2 separate regions of the Zea mays genome follow, and region 2 is linked to region 1. A link is a contact called in public Hi-C data. All regions are on one chromosome and are shown on one strand. Each heading gives the region's core, a stretch centred on a gene start, on an enhancer-like site or on the middle of the called end of the contact. The rest is flanking DNA. Distances are from core to core; before and after follow the strand shown. Region 1 has its middle 100 kb from the start of LOC100283072. Region 2 holds the start of LOC103635158 (respiratory burst oxidase homolog protein B).

Region 1 (3,359 bases), core at 763-3,262:
CGGACTGTCCGGTGCGCCACCCGACAGAAGGCAAGAATTGCCTTCCCAGATTGCCTCCAACGGCTCCTAGTTGCCTTAGGTCTATAAAAGGGACCCCTAGGCGCATGGAGGAAGTACAAAAGCATTCTTTGATCATCTCTAAGCACCAAGACTCCATTCTCGCGTATTTGATTCTTTGTGATAGTGACTTGAGCTCTATTTGAGTAGAGAACTCCTCACACTGTGTTGTGAGCTCAAGTTGTGGCTTGTGTGCGTGATTGTGCTCGTGCTTTGAGTTTTGTGTGTGTTGCTCTCCCCTCCCTTACTTCCGTGCCTCTTTGTGATCATCAATTGTAAGGGCGAGAGGCTCCAAGTTGTGGAGATTCCTCGCGAACGGGAGATAGTAAAAGAAAGAAAAACACTGTGGTATTCAAGTTGATCATTGGATCACTTGAAAGGGGTTGAGTGCGACCCTCGTCCAGTGGAACGCCACAACGTGGAGTAGGCAAGTGTTATACTTGGCCGAACCACGGGATAAATCATCATGTCTCTTGTGCTTGTTTTCTTCGTGACCATTGTGTTTCACAATAGCTTGGTACTTAGCCACTTGATTCTATTGAGCTAACACTTAACCAAGTTTTGTGGCTACAAGTATTTGATTTTTACAGGATCACCTATTCACCCCGCCCCCTCTAGGTGCTCTCAGAACTATCACATTTATGTTGGTCTTATGAAAATTAAGAAGGAGTTCCTATCCCTCAAACAGGGAGGCATGTCACTAAGTGAATATAGAGACAGATTCATCCATCTATCCTGATATGCTCCCGGAGAAGTTGATGTTGATGAGAAAAAGCAGGAACTATTTTTGGAGGGATTGATCATGCCACTTCAATACCAATTGATGTCCCACACATTCCCGTCCTTCTAGAGACTGCTAGACAAGGCTATAGCTCTGGAGTACAAACGAATTGAGCTAGGAGAGAAAAGAAGAGCTACTAACCAAGGACAGGCTGGAAGTAGTACCCGTCCCCGTTATGCTGCACCTCAAGGCACACTAGCTCGTGGTAGTTCCAGGCAACAGACTCAACAGACCCAATATCCTCCTCAAGCAAACACCCCGGCAGGACTTGTTGCTCCTAATGCATCCACAAACAGGTCGTGCTTTAAATGTAGACAGGCTGGACATTATGCCAACTACTATCCCAAGAGGGCTGCTTACACCACTCCAGCTCAGATAAAGCAAGGTCTGGCCTCAGGAGTTAAGAGTCAGGCCTTATCTATCAATCGGGGTCAGGTCAACCATGTGGAAGCAGAAGCTGTGTGTGGTGAACCCGAAAACCCAGAAGAGGAGGCGGTTGAAGGAGAAGAAGGCAGTGAAGAAGGCAATGAGCAACAGGATTAGAGTATATATATACATATATTCTTAGGAAGTAGTATTTGTAAGACCTAAATAATACCTTAGGTAGTAGTTAGTTCTTTATTATTTTAGGAATAGTAATAAGGTCTATTTGAACCTATGTTTTAATCACAAGTTATGCATCATATTGAGATTCTTGATTGTGCATATGTTTTGAGGCAAGATTGGGATACATCCTTTTTCTTACTAATCTCGAGGTCGAGATTCCTTTTAAGGGGGTAGGATTTGTAATACCCAACTTGTGGATAATAAACGAAGAGAGCTAATCTTCTTATATGTGTTACTCCTTGCTCATTAGAACAAATGGATAATCATATTTGGAGTGAATAAATTTACTAAAGATACATAAACAATATATGCATCATGTTGGGGTTATTTGTTTGTGCACTTAGAGTTAATCTAATTTGAAACATGGAATAAAAATTCAAAAGAGAAAAAAAGGAAAAGAATAAAAAGAAAGAAAAGAAATGGAGAAAAACCCTTGCGTGAGCCTTGGCTTCAGTTTTGGCCTACCAGCGAGTCAGAACTGCGCGGCCCATCCTGCCGTTGGCACTGCCCGATGGCGCTTGGCCGCTTGCTGCACGCGGAGCCGACTAACCAGGGGGGCCCGGCTGCCTAGTCCGAGCGCGCCTACTCCAACCGGTGACCGGCGAATGGGCCCAGGTTGTCAGCTCCTCCCCCTCTAGCGTAACAGATCTCACGCGCGCCGCGCCTCCGGCTCCGGGAGTCCGGGTTGTTGCGACCCGCTCGCCTCGGCCGAGGGGGGTTAACCGGATTCTCTCGATTCAGGGGGAATAAATCCGGGGCCGCTGCGACCTCTCCCTTCTACTTTCCACGCGCTAAACCACCGCGTCAAGCTGCCGCTGTCGAGAGAGCGAGAGAGAGAGATTAGCGGTAGATTAGGGAGTCAGGTTCGCCACTACAGACCCGGGGTCGCTGCCGTTCCAACCTCAGGGAGATTTCCAGAAGCATCACGTGGCTTCTGCGGCCGTATTCGTTGCGGTTCCGGGCAGATTCAAGGTCGGGAATAGGGCTGGAAAATAAGCTCGAGGCTCGCGAGCCGGCTCGAGCTCGGAGCGGCTCGCGAGCCTCGAGCGAGCCGAGCCGAGTCTGCCTTTTGGGCTCGTTCCCGTAGTGAGCCGAGCCGAGCTGGCTCGCGAGCCGGCTCGCGAGCTATGTTAAATTACTTAATATATATAATACTGATGGATATTGGCTAATTTTATAGGTTATCAATTTATTTCTTAGCTTTCATGATAGATATATGACAATTAATAATTTGGATTCCTCATAATAATGAATTATATTATATATTTCACATTTATATACTAATAATTCACTATATAATACAATTAAATAATATCAGGGTGTGGCTCGCGAGCCGAGCCGAGCCGACTCGCGAGCCGCCTTCGAGCCGAGTCGAGCCTGGTTCCTCAGCTCGTGAAATGGCCGAGCCGAGCCGAGCCGAGCCGAGCTCGGCTCGGCTCGTTTCCAGCCCTAGCCGGGAATCCCGGGGATTGCACGCCAGTGTTCCCCTCCGACGTGCGTCCGTGGCTCATTAAAGCTTGCTCCAGCCACCGATTGACCGCTGGTAAGACCATCTTCCCTTGCTCGCCTTAGCCCCTACATCGTGTATTCCTACCGGATTACAGTTTTGCTGGCACTTACACGGGGCGAGCGTGCTCTAGTCATGGCGCCGTCGTGGGGCATGCGTGTCGGCGTTGCCAGCTTCGTCTGGGAAGGGGACCATCGGGAACCATCGGATCAATAGTAGACGATCGGGATTATAAAGGGGGTGTCGGATGGGTTTTCTTTGAATCGGAACCGTCGATCTCGAGACAGGACGGGTGAGATCAGATCTTGTGTTCCAACCCACGGATCGAATGTGGCCCGTGGGATCTGGATCCAAGGCTCCACGTTGCATACCAGTTCTGTAGAGGTCAGATTTAATACGCACCGTACA
Region 2 (3,248 bases), core at 692-3,191, 170 kb after region 1:
AATTTGGTCTAAGTACCCTTCTTGTATTGTTTGGCCATAAGCTCACTTGTGAATGTAAAGGCTGGAATGCTTATATTCTGTAATCTAAAAAAAAGAATGGCCCTTTATTATCTATCTATAATTAGTCAAGTAAAACAAAAACAAGAGGAGACACGCATTCTGATAGCGCAATATTTCAAGGGAGTGTTCATTTCTAAAAAAGAAAGTTCAACAAGATTAAAACTACTTGTAGTTGAGGTAACAAAATTTTATAAGAAATGTTGGCCATAAGACAGGGAAGTCAAAGAGAAGCAAGGGTGATGTATCCTTCAATCAGATGCAGATCTTGCATCAGAAAATACAAATATGCGTAACATGATGCTACTTTAAGTAAGAAGATTACAGGGATAGCCTCAACGGATTTACAGCCTGGATGGCATCAGCAAGGTTTGAAAAGGGAGGAAGTAAAAGCAACCTAAAATAAGCAGGCCTACTAGAATATCAAGTTTTTCTTACCATGTATCTAGATATAAATATTATGTCCAGTTTTTCTTATCATAATTCATAACTATTTTTATAGTCTTTTTTCGTAATTCTAAAGATGACTTACCATGACAATTTTTCTATACCTTTATAACTTAATTTTTGTTCAGGGTTGTTAGCAGACAAACATATCACAACAATTTGTCAACACAAAATTTTCCAGCACATTTTATCTAATAATTTTTACTAATAACATAATTATTCACATAAGTTTTTGTTGTCTAACCTATTTTGGCGTAACTTGTTCTAGGCAAACTTATAAATCTAAAAAATAAAGAAATAATTAATAGATTAAGGCTTCATGTCACAGGATTCAGTTTGTTTTCATAGAAAATATGCAGAAAATAGGATTTATTTCCCTACAGTCCAAAGGGGACCTGATAATATACAAAAATTTAAAACAAAAAGGAAAAAAGGATTAAAACTGCGAGTACTCCAGCGACTCGCTCCAAGCCTCCAACTGACAGCGCCGCGAGGGGGGAAAAGATTCGCACGCCGAGGTACTACCCACACAAAAATTCCTCCTCGTGCTCAGATCTAGTGGGCGCAGTTCTCAAATAAAATAGAATGGAACCGCCCACAACAACATTTCTGAACCGAACATTCACTTCTCGGTACTAGGAACAGCAACCTTAAATTGAATGGAAAAAAATAGAGAAGCGTTTAAGACTGAGAAGTGATTAGGGAAGAACTGAACCAAATGGAGAACGAGAAGAATGATAAAAAAAATCAAAAACAGAAGAAGGAAAAAATAGAAATTTGGGAGGCTGAAATTATGGAGAAGCCGGAGAAGAACTCTGTACCTTAAACCTTCCCAGAAGTTTCAGCCGTGGAATGGAGCTCCGAGCATTTCCTGACTCCGCCCCTAAAGATCAAAGGAAAACCAGGGTATACAATCATCAGCGAGGAGTGCGATTGCATGTATAAAAGAAAAAACAGAGAAAGTAACATCACGCTGGAGACTAACTTCAGATTTCAGGGATGGAACAGAATGAGCGAAAGGACAAAGTAAGTGGAGGACGAACCACAGGCACACGCGGCGCTGGGCCTCGGGAAATGCTGGTGGATTCGCAGCCGGGAGGCCGCTCAGGGAAGCAGGAGATGCAAGTGCAGGTGGGCAGGTACTAGAAAAGCAGTAGCACCAGCCGGCCTCCCTTCCTCAATGCGATGAACAACTGTTAAAAAAGTAGTCGCTGAGGAAACCACAATGAGGAAGGAGCCACGGCGGTGGTGTGGTGTCGTATGAGTAGCGCTGGTGTTCGTGTCAGTTTGCGGCGAGTTGAGGTTTGTTGGCTGCTGCTTGCTGATACCACTTTTACAGTATTTTATCTCTATAAATTTTACTCACTGTGCATTTGTCTTTTCTCCCTAACAAACGCTGGATGGATTGACAGCTTGACTCCCTCGGGCTGCTAGTCTGCTGCTAGCAAAACGCATGTGCTTTTGGTGGCATTGTTGGTGGTGGTGGGGTTGGTGTGGTGGCTTGGTGCAGCTGATGTTTTCAGTGACTTGACAACTATGGAGAGGTTTTAAAACAGATTGATGATAGGGTTGTTAAGAATGTACGTTAAAGTATGGGGGTGCGTTAACAAAGAAGGTGAAACTCGTCTCGCTTTCAGACTATCCAGGTTTCTCCATATCCTTACTCTATGGCACTATTTATATCAAGATTTTTCACTCTATATTATAATCATTCACACTCATGTCTCGTTATATATTTTCTATATATCAACTATTACAGAATCTATCTATTCATGATCTCTCCAGATTATATATCTAGTTTCCCATGAATATGGAAAGATCAAAATGGATATACGAATTAAAGAGAATGGAACTTGAATACGTGTTTGAGATAAAAAAAAAAGTTTGTTGCCATTGCGAAGAAACATCGAGAGAGTATGAGCCAAACGACAACCATTTGTCTATGTGCTCACTCCAAGAACACAAAAGGCCATGAAGACGCCACGATGCTATCTCATTTGATCAGGTTCGGTTTGTCAAGGACTACAGTCTGGACTTTGCACGGCGAGAGAGGGGATGTTAGTGTAGATGGTTCATCATCTCGTGGAGGAAACTCGTCGTCGTCGACGACGAATGCAGGTGCGCCAACTAGCACCGCCGTTGCTAGCGACAATGATGTTGATCATCATGATTACATTGTAGTGGACGATTTGTTCGGTGATAATGCTGATGATGAGGATGTTGGTGCTACATTGCTAGAGCCTGAGGATGCGGAGCTTTTTTTATAACATAGCTAATCGCCTTGACGAAGATGATGTTATGTTTGGGAACCCGAGGTGGCTAGAAAATTTCAAAGAGATAAAGCAGTCGACAATTGATCCGCTATGTGAGAAGGGCGATTGTCTGAAGCATATGATGACACCGCGTTTTAATCTCAAGTTGCTGATAGTGAAGGCTCGTCATGGTTTCTCAAACACTAGCTTCAACGAGTTATTAGATGTACCTTCTAAAGGTTTACCTGAGGGTAACAAAGTGCTTGTGAATACCTATTGAGCAAAGAAACGGATCCGGCCAATGTTAGAGTATTGCTTTCATACGGCGGGAGTCATTGGTTCAAATCCAATAGTAGGTAGGTAGAAAAATTACTAGATAGCATTGGACTTACTTCGCTTCGCTGTCTAATAAGTTTTTCTACCCTTTTTTCCTTTTTCTTTGTATCAACGAAATCTTTGGATTGTCTTCAATTGGATGGGGGGAATCCAATT

Evidence for each region. A called contact is a pair of places that touch in the nucleus more often than the background predicts.
Region 2: a contact with region 1 is called in a Hi-C map of leaf, with 5 times the contacts expected there. The contact joins the promoter of LOC103635158 here to the enhancer-like site in region 1. A contact is called at or near these places in 4 of 25 Hi-C or Micro-C datasets (ear, leaf and tassel).

Annotation. Positions count from the first base shown.
Region 1 is chr8:46,896,444-46,899,802 of Zm-B73-REFERENCE-NAM-5.0, forward strand. No RefSeq gene overlaps it. Among protein-coding and RNA genes, the nearest start is that of LOC100283072, 100 kb to the right of the region's middle. Within about 2 kb of position 2,013, at least 19 of the 20 cell types and tissues checked have an H3K27ac peak or open chromatin away from gene starts, as enhancers often do. A contact at or near this core is called in ear, leaf and tassel, where this site is marked.
Region 2 is chr8:47,065,531-47,068,778 of Zm-B73-REFERENCE-NAM-5.0, forward strand. It overlaps LOC103635158 (respiratory burst oxidase homolog protein B), which reads right to left and starts at 1,942. Exons shown (of 15, transcript XM_035961660.1): 1 at 1,548-1,942; 2 at 1,326-1,387; 3 at 1-1,153.